Regions from separate parts of the Mus musculus genome. Here region 2 is linked to region 1. The links are chromatin contacts, called in public promoter capture Hi-C maps. All regions are on one chromosome and are shown on one strand. Each heading gives the region's core, a stretch centred on a gene start, on an enhancer-like site or on the middle of the called end of the contact. The rest is flanking DNA. Distances are from core to core; before and after follow the strand shown.

The links. Promoter capture Hi-C pulls out the DNA fragments that hold promoters and counts their contacts.
Region 2: a contact with region 1 is called in a promoter capture Hi-C map of hippocampal neurons, with 3 times the contacts expected there. The contact joins the promoter of 4930550C14Rik here to the enhancer-like site in region 1. A contact is called at or near these places in 6 of 39 promoter capture datasets (the 3T3-L1 cell line, the C10 cell line, HPC-7-derived erythroid cells and 2 more).

What each region holds. Positions count from the first base shown.
Region 1 is chr9:52,406,704-52,412,035 of GRCm38.p6, reverse strand. No RefSeq gene overlaps it. Among named protein-coding and RNA genes, the nearest start is that of Gm33125, 14 kb to the left of the region's middle. Within about 2 kb of position 4,030, at least 11 of the 459 cell types and tissues checked have an H3K27ac peak or open chromatin away from gene starts, as enhancers often do. A contact at or near this core is called in hippocampal neurons, where this site is marked.
Region 2 is chr9:53,403,749-53,409,171 of GRCm38.p6, reverse strand. It overlaps 4930550C14Rik (RIKEN cDNA 4930550C14 gene), which reads right to left and starts at 3,886. Exons shown (of 9, transcript NM_001376944.1): 1 at 3,560-3,886; 2 at 1,030-1,119. The coding sequence starts at 1,110.

The DNA.
Region 1 (5,332 bases), core at 2,781-5,280:
CCTCGGATATGCAGCTTTTTAGCTTATTTCTAAGGTGCCTGATGTCTTGTATAAACCACCTCTATTTAGGCCACAGGGAGTTAGAGAACACAAAAGAATTAGTGAACACTGACTTCACATTATAAGAAGGTGATGTACATGGCACGTTCCCTGTCCCCAAGAAGGATACTTTGTTGGCCTCACAGCTTCTGCCAGCAGAATAGCGTGTCCATTGCTATGTAAGCTATTTATAGTCTCTGCTCAGAGGCCTTGTGGATTTAGCATAAAATAACAAATGAAGTGTTTAAGTAAGGTAGAATTAGGAGAGGAATTGACTTCAAATAAAAGAGAGAAGGCGTGAGAGCAGCTGCCAGAGCCCTGAGAAGATCCAGAGCTGCCTTTCTCATGTATGACCCCATGGTGCTTGGGAAGGAAGCTGGAAGCACAGAGAAGTACATGGTACCACGGAAGGACACACACATGCAGCAGCTTTCAGAGAGAGGAGCTGTAAAATACTCGATGCTCTCAGAATCCCTGACTCTGGAGTGCAGTGCACAGGAAACTAAGTTAGCAATGGAGGCTCCTCCAGCAACAGATGGTTTTCTCAGACAGGCAGTTACTGTAATAAGCAGAGGTCTAATATAAAGATAGATTTTGATCCCAGATTAAATTAACATTTGCACCTGAAGCAAGTTTTAGTTAGTAGCCTTTTTAGTAGACACTGGGTTAACAGTACACAATGAGTGGGCAGGTATTGGTATAGTTGCCCAGGTAAATCATGGCAGAATGATGAGATGTCAGAAACTCTGATTCCATTGTGTGGCCTCATCCTCTGTAACATGAACTAAAACACCCAGTGCTAAAACAACTCAAGTTCTGCTCAGGTAAATATGGGGCATAAAGACATTCACTAAGTTTGGATGAGGCACCAAAAGCGTCTAAATTTCTGAGGGGAATGGAACACTTCAGAGTGAGAAATACCACAAGCAGTGAAGTGGGATGGTGTCACTCATCTAGTCTCTCAGGGTACAAAATAAACAGAATTTCTAGTTACAGCCAGAGGCTGTTCTTGGTCCTCCTTTATTCCCTCTTCTAGGGAGAACCCATTAGCCCTGGGGTAGAAAGTGCTAGAACAATACTCAAAATTCGTGTAGGCTACATCTACCAATATTGATATTGCTCAAAACTGGGAACAAATTGATCATTTAAATGCATTTATTTATTCCATTAAAATAGTAATTACATACATTACATGCTAACATTTTAAACATTTTTAAGACAATTTAAAAGCCTAATCTCCAACATCAAAAAATTGCTAAGGAAAGTGATATGTTGTATATTTTGTAAATCTGTTTTGTGCTTGACTTACGAGAAAACATTTAGATTATCAAAACTGCTTCTACGGTCAATCTATTAACATGCATCATTTAGTTGATGGATATAAAGGAAATATATTTCTTACAAATATATTACTATTTTCTTTTGGAAATAATATTAAACAGATTTATTTGATTTTACCCTAAAATTCACTAAATGATAGGTTCTTACAAGCTAATTGTGTGTGTAATTGGAAAATGTGTCATTGAGCTCATCGGACTTAATTACATTAAAATCTACAAGTGTCTTCTGAACACAGAGTGGGACACACACCCAGGCTGATCCTCTGATGTCATGGACTGAACGTTTGAAAGATATTAATCCCTTGAGATGTGAAGATCTTCCAGGTGGTGACAACATACCATTATCTACTCTCAACAATGCCCGTTTAACATCACCACCTAAATATGACAAAGGAGCCAAGCCAGTGGCAGATAGGAGTCTCAATTTTCACATAAGAAGCTGAACCGTTCATCACTGGCAACAAAGAAAACAAAAACTGTCAGTTCCTTTTCCTTAAGACAAAGGTTTACTTTGTTCATTTTGGGGGAAAAAAATCTGCCAAATACTCAAATCTAAATAACTGTAATTAACATAGCAGTCACACATTGAAGTAAAAACCTGTGTGTGGGCTCTGTTTCCCCAGAACCCAGTGACTGAAATGAAGGCACCAAACATTGGCTAAGGATTCACAATGACTCCTCCACCTCTAATTCTGTTCCCTACTAGTTTTGTGATTTGCCGAACACCATGGCTTCCTCCATGTAAAACACAGTTGGTGCAATGAGAGCAGCCACTTCTGTGGATGTTGGAAAGAGTTCATGAACAAATACATGATAACTGTCAGAATGGCCCCTGACACATTGATAGTGCTGTTAACTCTTGATACCATCTACTAAAAAGTAACATTAATATTAATCTTTTGCTTCAATGATATATTAAGTGTTCATCATATAATAAACATTTATTAAATAAATTTAAAGAAAATAAGATGGTTGAGGCTAGAGAGATGACTCAGCAGTTAAAAACATTGCCTGCTTATAGCAGAGCCAAGTTTGGTTCCCAGCACCTCATGACAGCTTATAACCATCTGTAACTCCAGTTTGAGGGGGTCTAATGCCCTTTCCTAGTCTCAACACTTCATACACACATGGTACACAGACATGCATGCCAGTAAAACACTTACAAATAAAATAACTAAATGTTTTTATTATAAAAGATAAGAGCTAAATGCCTAGTTTATCACCTAAAACAGATAGCTCCTGTGGATTCTGACATGTTGAGTTTGCAACAGATGTTGAATCCTAACTTCAATAGTTAATGTCTATAGAAGTTGATTTTACAGTTAAATTAGCAAGGGGGTTAGACTGATAAGGTGTCAGGAAGAGTCCAGAAGGAGAACAATGAAGGAGCCAGGCTCTGGGGACCAGCAAACATGGATCCAAGTGTAAGACATATTATTTCCTGAGGGGCTGGTGATAGGGCAATTCTGAGGAATGTGGATAATTGATCAGAAACAGTAAAGTCTCAGTAAGGAGCTGATTCCAGTTAGTGAGAGCCATGGACTGGAGAAGTGGGAGAACAGTGAGATCACTAGGATGTAAGATCGAAAATAACGAGGTCTCACTTAGGGTTTTAATAGCAAGAAGACGGGAAACCTGAGGAAGGATGGAAGGGTAAATTCTCCAAGAGCTGGTGAGTATTGCTTCCGCATTGGGGTGGCCTTCTATGCTCTTCACAGAGGCATGAAAAGGGGCTAAAGAGCGAAAATAAAAAATAAATAAAATGAGGTTTGCCTGGTAGGTTTGAGGTAAAAGACAGGAGAGAGACAGAGACAGACAGAGAGAGACAGAGATAGAGAAAGAGAGAGACTCTTCTATTGTAACCCAGGAGTCTCTGGAACATCAAGGAGAGGCAGATGCTGATCAGAACTGGAGACTCGGATCTGAGACCCGATGGTTCATGAGTAGTCATGGCAACCACAATCGGAAGGCGACCACCTTGTGAAAGCATTTGGCCATGACCAAGGACACAGCACCTGCCTCCCAATGGACAAGTTGAGGAAGAAAAGCTTCCCTGAGAAAAAGGATGTGGCCCTCCTGAGGAAAAAGGATGTGGTCCTCTCTGGAAGGGAAATGATGTGGTCCTCCCTGAGAGAAAGAGGTGCATTCTTCCCTGAGGGAAAAGGATGTGATCCTCCCTAGGAGAAAAGGTCATGGTCCTCCCTGAGGGAAAAGGATGTGATCCTCCCTAGGAGAAAAGGTCCATCTCTGATAACTTCACTTAGTCTTACGACCTAACAATAGGCATATCCCTCTCTCCCTTTCTAGTCCTCTGCCTTATCTTCAAATCTCAAGGTCTGGAGTTGTGCTTTGGGTTGCCCTTGTAAGAGCAATGCCTTACCTGAAATCCTACCTCACTCCCTTCTCCCCTCAATGCTCCCATTTCCTTCATGAAGATTTTAAGTTGCTCCACTAAGTTAAAACACAAGCAAACCCAAAGGCACAGTATCCAGTGGCGTAATGCAGGCACCCGCAGCAAGCAGCCTGGTGGCATCTGCGCTTGGCAGACTGTCCCTCCCAGGGCACCCAAAATCACATTAAGCCTTCTCCCGTGTGCATTTGCAACCCTCCGTGGAGGCAAATGCAAAAGCGGAGATGACAAGAACAGAAGGCAGCAAATGGAATATAAAATGTGGCTCCATCCCAATTCCACCCCCTCTTCCAGGAGGAGGGAAGACTGGGGAGGTGGTGAGGTATTTTAGGGCAGATGATTCCCCAGATATATAGAGCCTGGGAGTCCATTGTTTCCCACCTGGTGTACAGTATTGTCCTGTTCTCCAGGCAAAGCAGGAAATTAAAAAAAAAATCACCACAAGACAGACTAAACCATCTGTATGTGTGGGACACTGAAGATTCTCAGGTGGAACTATATATCTATGAGATAAAATTAAACCACTTACATATTCATAAATTCCAGAATTTGAAAAGTAGACTCCAGCACACACCAGGTATTCTGGCTGTTGAATTGGAATACTTCTTCAGGACCTACTCTTGAAAGTTTAAGTACAGAGCTTTGCAACTGGAAGATCCAGGTGACAACCTGTGCTTGAACTCAGAGAGGAGTACATAGTCTAGTGACTCAAGAAGTCCAGAGGGGCTGTGGACAAAGGTTGGCGTGGGAGTGGGTTTACTTGCAGGCCTGGTCCAGATTGTAGACTCCAACAGGAAACCATGGCTCTGGAAAGGGGATGGAACTGAGAGCAGCCAATGAGATAGAGCTGCTACTCAGCAAACCCAGCCTCTTTCATAGACTCCAACATCGACCAATCAGGACTGCCCTTAGATGTTGCATGCATAGTGTCTCACGCTAACCACACAGGACTGCTTCCAAAATGGACACCAACACAGCCCACACCTTACAGAAGAGGTCTGTTGCTACCATGACCACATTGCCTTTTGGCACAATCCTAAACAAGCTTGCCTTTTTTTTTTTTTTTGTCTACTCTGGTCTCAATTTCTTAGTTAACCACAAAGTATAGGAAGGGAGCAAGACAGACACAAAGTTACTAAATTTACAGCCTGTGCTGTGCTTCTGTGGCCTTTGGACTCTTTCGTTGACACACTTCTTTTATCGATGCTTCCAATCTGTCTGTATGGTTCAGAACACTGCCTGGGGGAGATCACAGACTCTTCTCTTGATTTGTTCAGCTTAAGTCGAATGCATCCCTTTTCCAGCTCCTTCCCTAGGGAGTTAGATCTCGGATGCTGTGTTAGAAAGCCAGCTGAGTACTGCCATGCATTTATGTACCGGATAAACAAAAAACACTATCAGGCACTTGTGCAACATGCAGGTGTCTGCTCACCCTAAGTTCTCAGTTCAGAAAGCTTGCATACATTTTGGAGAAGCCAATAGCCTACCTGATGTGCTACTCCGATACGTCCATGCTTCGTGGCTGGATTTGCTTTCTGCTGCC
Region 2 (5,423 bases), core at 2,637-5,136, 1.0 Mb before region 1:
ATTGCTACTATTATAAAAAGGAGCCAAGTCATTTTACCTCTTGGCTGTCACCCAACTTGGTAAGTATACTTGGAAAATTACTTCTACTTATGAGACCAGTTCTATCCATGTGAAGAGCACTATAACTGAGCAGTGCAGTAGCCCAGATAAAATATTCCATTAAGTCATAAGATCTTCAAGAGTACTCAATAAATATTGGATAAGTAAATATACCTTTACCACGTTGTCACAAACGTCATGGCTGAGTCAAGAAACAAAGAATATCGTAGGTCAAAGTTAATGAGACAATTAGTGATATATTTGTGGGTGTTATCTATTATCAAAGCAGCTGACCCCACTTAGAAACTTATAGGAGCCAGAGGGATGGCTTGGTCCATGAAATGCTTGCTGTGTAAACTCTCCAGTACCCACGTAAAAAAGCTTAATGTGGCTGGGCGGAGGTGGCCCACACCCTTAACCCCAGCATGTGGGAGGCAGAGGCAGGTGGATTTACAGAGTAGTTTACACAGTTTGGTCTACAGAGTGAGTTCCAGGACAGCTGGGGATATACAGAAAAATCCTGTCTCAAAAAAAAAAAAAAAAAAAAGAAATGAAACAAAACAAAAAGTTCAATGTGATGGGACACTCATAATTTGGGAGCCAGAAGTGGGTTGGTGAGGCTTGCTAGGTAGCCACTGTGGCCTGCTTGTCAAGTAATAGGTTAGTGAGGGTTCCTGTCTCAACAACGAAAGTAGGCTACATCCTGAGGAACAATGTCTAAGGTTTACTTGTGGCCTCTGTGTGCATGCGTATAGAAGCATGTCCCACTGCCCTACATACGTGCACACCAAAACATTGTTTTAACTAAAAAGAATGTAAATGTTTTGGAGCCTACGGAAATAATTTTACCTTTTGAAGCTGAATATTGAAAGTCTAACTTGAAGGGTGGTACACGCAAGTGTAAACACAACAAGGAACTACTGAACTGCACACACTTTACGTTAACTTTGTGAAATATAAGTTCTCTCTCAAGAGATCCGATGAACTCACAAGGAAAGTTTTCCAGGCCCTCTGAATGATTCTTGCAGCTATTTCCTGGTTTGAATTGTCCTGGATATGTTTCACAGACATTTGGAAGTTCTAAAAAAAAAGCAAAATGGGAACCTTGAAATAATTGTATATGCTCCACTATGAAACTGTCTCTGGAACTCAATGGAAACTAAATAAAGTTGTCTAAAGGAAACAATGAAATGAGATTTGGTATGTTAATGATATTACACTGTTTTCTATCAAGTCCCTGGCATGGGAGATTTTTCAAATAATCTCTTTGTGTGTGTACGTGCTGTGCAAGTGCCCATAGATGCTGCAAGTGGGCATCATATCTCTTGGAACTGGAGTCACAGGCTTTTGAGAGCGACCCCATGTTGATGCTAGGATCTGAACTCTGATCCTGCCTGCCAGAAGAGGGCACCAGATCTCATTACAGATGGTTGTGAGCTACCAAGTGGTTGCTGAGAATTAAACTCAGGACCTCTGGAAGAAGAGCCAGTGCTCTTAACCTCTGAGCCATTGCTCCAGTTCAGCAGTAACAATCCTAACTGCTGGGCTATCTCTCTGTTCACTGATTAGAAGACTTTAATTACCTTGTGCCGGACTAAACTTTAAGATTTAAGTTCAAAGTCGGGTAGTGGTGGCGCATGCCTTTAATCCCAGCATTCCGGAGGCAGAGGCAGGTGGATTTCTGAGTTCGAGGCGAGCCTGGTCTACAGAGTGAGTTCCAGGACAGCCAGGGCTACACAGAGAAACCCTGTCTGGAAAAACCAAAAAAAAAAAAAAAAAAAAAAAAAAAAGATTTAAGTTCAAATTGTAAATAACTAGCCAGAGTTGAGCTCCATCTATGTCTTTAAAGTCTGTGACCTTTACATACTCTATTGTACGACTTAAACAGCTGTAGCCACAAGGTTTCCCAAGCCTCTAGCCTAGAACTGGGATTGGTTATAGACTTTAACTACATTGTCCATTTTATATATCATGCATTACTTTAAAAAAAAAAACATGAAGCTTGTACTATTAAGGGGTGAAACAAAAATCACTACTTGCACTTCAGTTTCTATTTGAACTGTAAAGAGTAGTAGAGAACTCAGGAGAGAGTCTAGTTCTTAGCCCCTTCCAAGGTTTCCAAAGCTGTGATGGGAGAGGTGGTGGATGTCAAGTTGTTCTACTGTGAGGGTGTTCTGGGGACGTATGCTGAGTTGATTCTTGTGTTAGCATATGAGATAAAAGTGAATTGAGGGGTTGGAGAGAAAGCTCACTGAGTAACTTCTTGCTCTGCCAGCGTGACAATCTCAGTTTGAATGCCTACACACATACACACAGGTAAATGTAAAGACTTTTTTTTTTTTTTGAAATCTCCAGCAATTAACTGTTGCGTTGCACTTGAGCTGATAATTGAACCTACATGGTGGGAAGAGGAAGGGCCGGAGCTGTAGCTCAGGGAAAGAGTGTTTGCCTGACACTTCCAGAAGAATCGCAAAACAACAGCAATAACAATAACGATAAGGAAGAGACTAGGGGTTAACCTTGCCCAGCTTCTCTCAAGTTCTGAGGCTATAAGACTGGCCCTAAGAGTATTTGCATTGTGAAAACTATCAAATGTTTTAAATCGGTATTTATGACTTTTTCTAGTTGACTTAAGATTTAAGGATCTATGGCGATGTGTTAATGATGCAAATTAAAGGTGTAGCGTGTGCATTGCCATTCTGTCGTGACTAGCACAGCAACGCAGAAACGATCCCGAGGAACAAAGGCACTTCGTGAAAGGAGAAAGAAGACCAAAAAGCCTTGGCACGTTCAACTATACTAAATGTTGCTAGTGTACTAAATGGCAGGTCAGGTAAATGTGCATGAGTACAGTCAAAAATGAGAGAGAGAGACCTAACTGCTGATTACCAGCAGTGGAGCCGCAGAGCAAAAGACCGAGGTTGTTGAGGAATTGACAAAGTAGGCTCTGGGCTGTTATGTGGAAGCAGGGACACAGTAGCCAGAAGATGAGGCTGGACTCAAGAGGGCTTGTCTTTTTTAAATATGAGGCACTAAAACGTGAAAATATTGTTAGAGAAGGAGAGATGAAAGGCGCAGGAGAGGGTAAAGGAAACTTATGATTCAGAGCAGAACCGTTTGCTATGAGGCTTCAAACCACGTGGGAAATACTTCAATTCTAAGACCCAAGGAGCACAAGGAAACCATTGCTTAAGTCAGGACTTTACTACACCCAGGTGCGAACTGCCAATTAGGAGAGGACTACCAGCCAGTCTCAAACCAATAGCCCTGTGCTGGGATTCAGAGGGAGCCCTGCAAGTGGACACCCTTGTCCTGTGGTTTCCTCCAACTCCAAACCCGTATTCCCGTTCTCTTTACTAAATTTTATTTTTTTCAGCAAATGTGTCTTCACGATTTTGCTATTCCTCTTTACCTATACATCTTGATACTGAGGGACAAGACAGAAATCCTAAGCATGTACCCTTTAGAATGCTCCCTCCATCTCTAAATATTTTAGGGAGAAAAATCTAAAACCACATACTGCATTTAACAGGGTGGAGGAAACCCAATGCGAGAGGTGGGTTAGCAATATCCCCGAAGCTGCAGCTCCTGAGTTAGGGCGAGGCTGGAGTGGGGGTTGGTGAGGTAGAGGAAAGCTTTTCCATCACAGCAGAGCAACTGTGCCAGGAGAGGGGTTTGGGGAACAGAGCATGGAGAAGGATGGTAGCATACTAAGATCGTGAGTATTTAGCGTCTTTCAGCAGGCCAAGATCAAACCAGACACCAGAGCAGAAAGGAGCTGGGGAGGGAACATGTCCCTTGACTTGCCAATCTCTGTCGCTCTCCGCTGTTTCCTTGGTAACGACTTAGTCAGTCGGAAATGACTTAATAGCTCCTTCCCTAGCAACCTTCTTAGGCCCCGCCCCCAACCCTGACCATTCTCACTTTGATGTTTGTTCTGGTAGAAATCTCGCTCTCTTCCAGTCTCAGTGCCATAGAGGCAGAGGACTTGAGAAAGGAACTCAGAGAGATCTCGGGCATGTGACGGGCCTTGCTGAAGGCCTAAGTAACATGAGGTCTCAGACTAACGCTATTTCTAAATTTAAGCTCCTTAGCCTGACACGGGTTTTAAATAGAGGACTTCACAGAACCCGAAAGCACACTGCATATTTAATGCATGCTTTATTGACTTGAATGTTGAATATCCTGCACGCCGACATTACCTCAATGTCAGAGTGTAACAATGTAAAATGAAGAGTATTCAGACCTGCCCAGTTCTATGTTCTTGCATGGAACATAATTTGTGAGGAAGATGAACTTCTAGGAAAATATTTTCCTTACATACTAAATGCATTTTTACGGGGGGTGGGGGCGGAATCTCTGTAGGAAATTCGGTGACAAAGTGAATGTCAAGACCTTCAAAATTATCACAGTTTCCATAAACAGGGCCTTGGGCTTTGGTTCTCCTTCAAGACACTGTGGCCATGCGTAGAGAGAATACTTGTGTGTTGTATGGATGCATCACCTGTCAATTAAAAAGTCTGTGGCCTATGGCTTAGGCAGGAAATGGGAGGTGGAACATCCAGGAGGCAGAAAGGATTCTGGGATAGAGTCCCAAGGGAGAATAGCCCGGGAAGATGTGAGGAGACCGACTCATGGTGCCTGAGCATTGATAGCCAGCCATGTGGCAAAATGTAGGTTAAAATAATGGGTTTATGTCGATTATGTAAGTTATGATCTAGTCAGAGAAAACCCTGGCTTTATGGCCAAGGTATTTGTAAATATATTTTGAGTCTAAGTCTTATTCCTGGGAGCATGAAGCTGGGAGTCAGAACCAGCCACGTGTTAGCACACAGATAGGAGTAAATTTTTTTTTTTTCGAGACAGGGTTTCTCTGTGTAGTTTTGGCTGCCCTGGAACTCACTTTGTAAAAAAAAAAAAAAAAAAAAAAAAAAAAAAAAAAAAGGATTAATTTTCTTGTTTTTGTTTAAATTTTTTTTCCATAAGGGTTTTTTTTTTTTTTTTCCAAGGCAGGGTTTCTCCATGTAGTCCTGGCTGTCTTGGAACTGCAAGGGGAATTGGGGGCAGGGCACAGACCCTCTCCAGCGTTGCAGACTGGGTGTTTTAGGCAAGGGATTGTGGGCTGTGGTTAGGACTTTCCCTCAATCAGCCACAGTCGAGATTTTAACATGTCTTAAAATTTGGGATTATAGTCAGGCATGGTGGCACATGCCTTTAATCCCAGGCAGAGGCAGGCCAATTTCTGAGTTCGAGGGCAGCCTGATCTACAAAGTGAGTTCCAGGACAGCCAGGGCTATACAAAGAAACCCTGAAAAAACAAAACAAACAAACAACAACAACAACAAAAACCTCAATGCTGGGGCTGGCGAGATGGCTCAGTGATT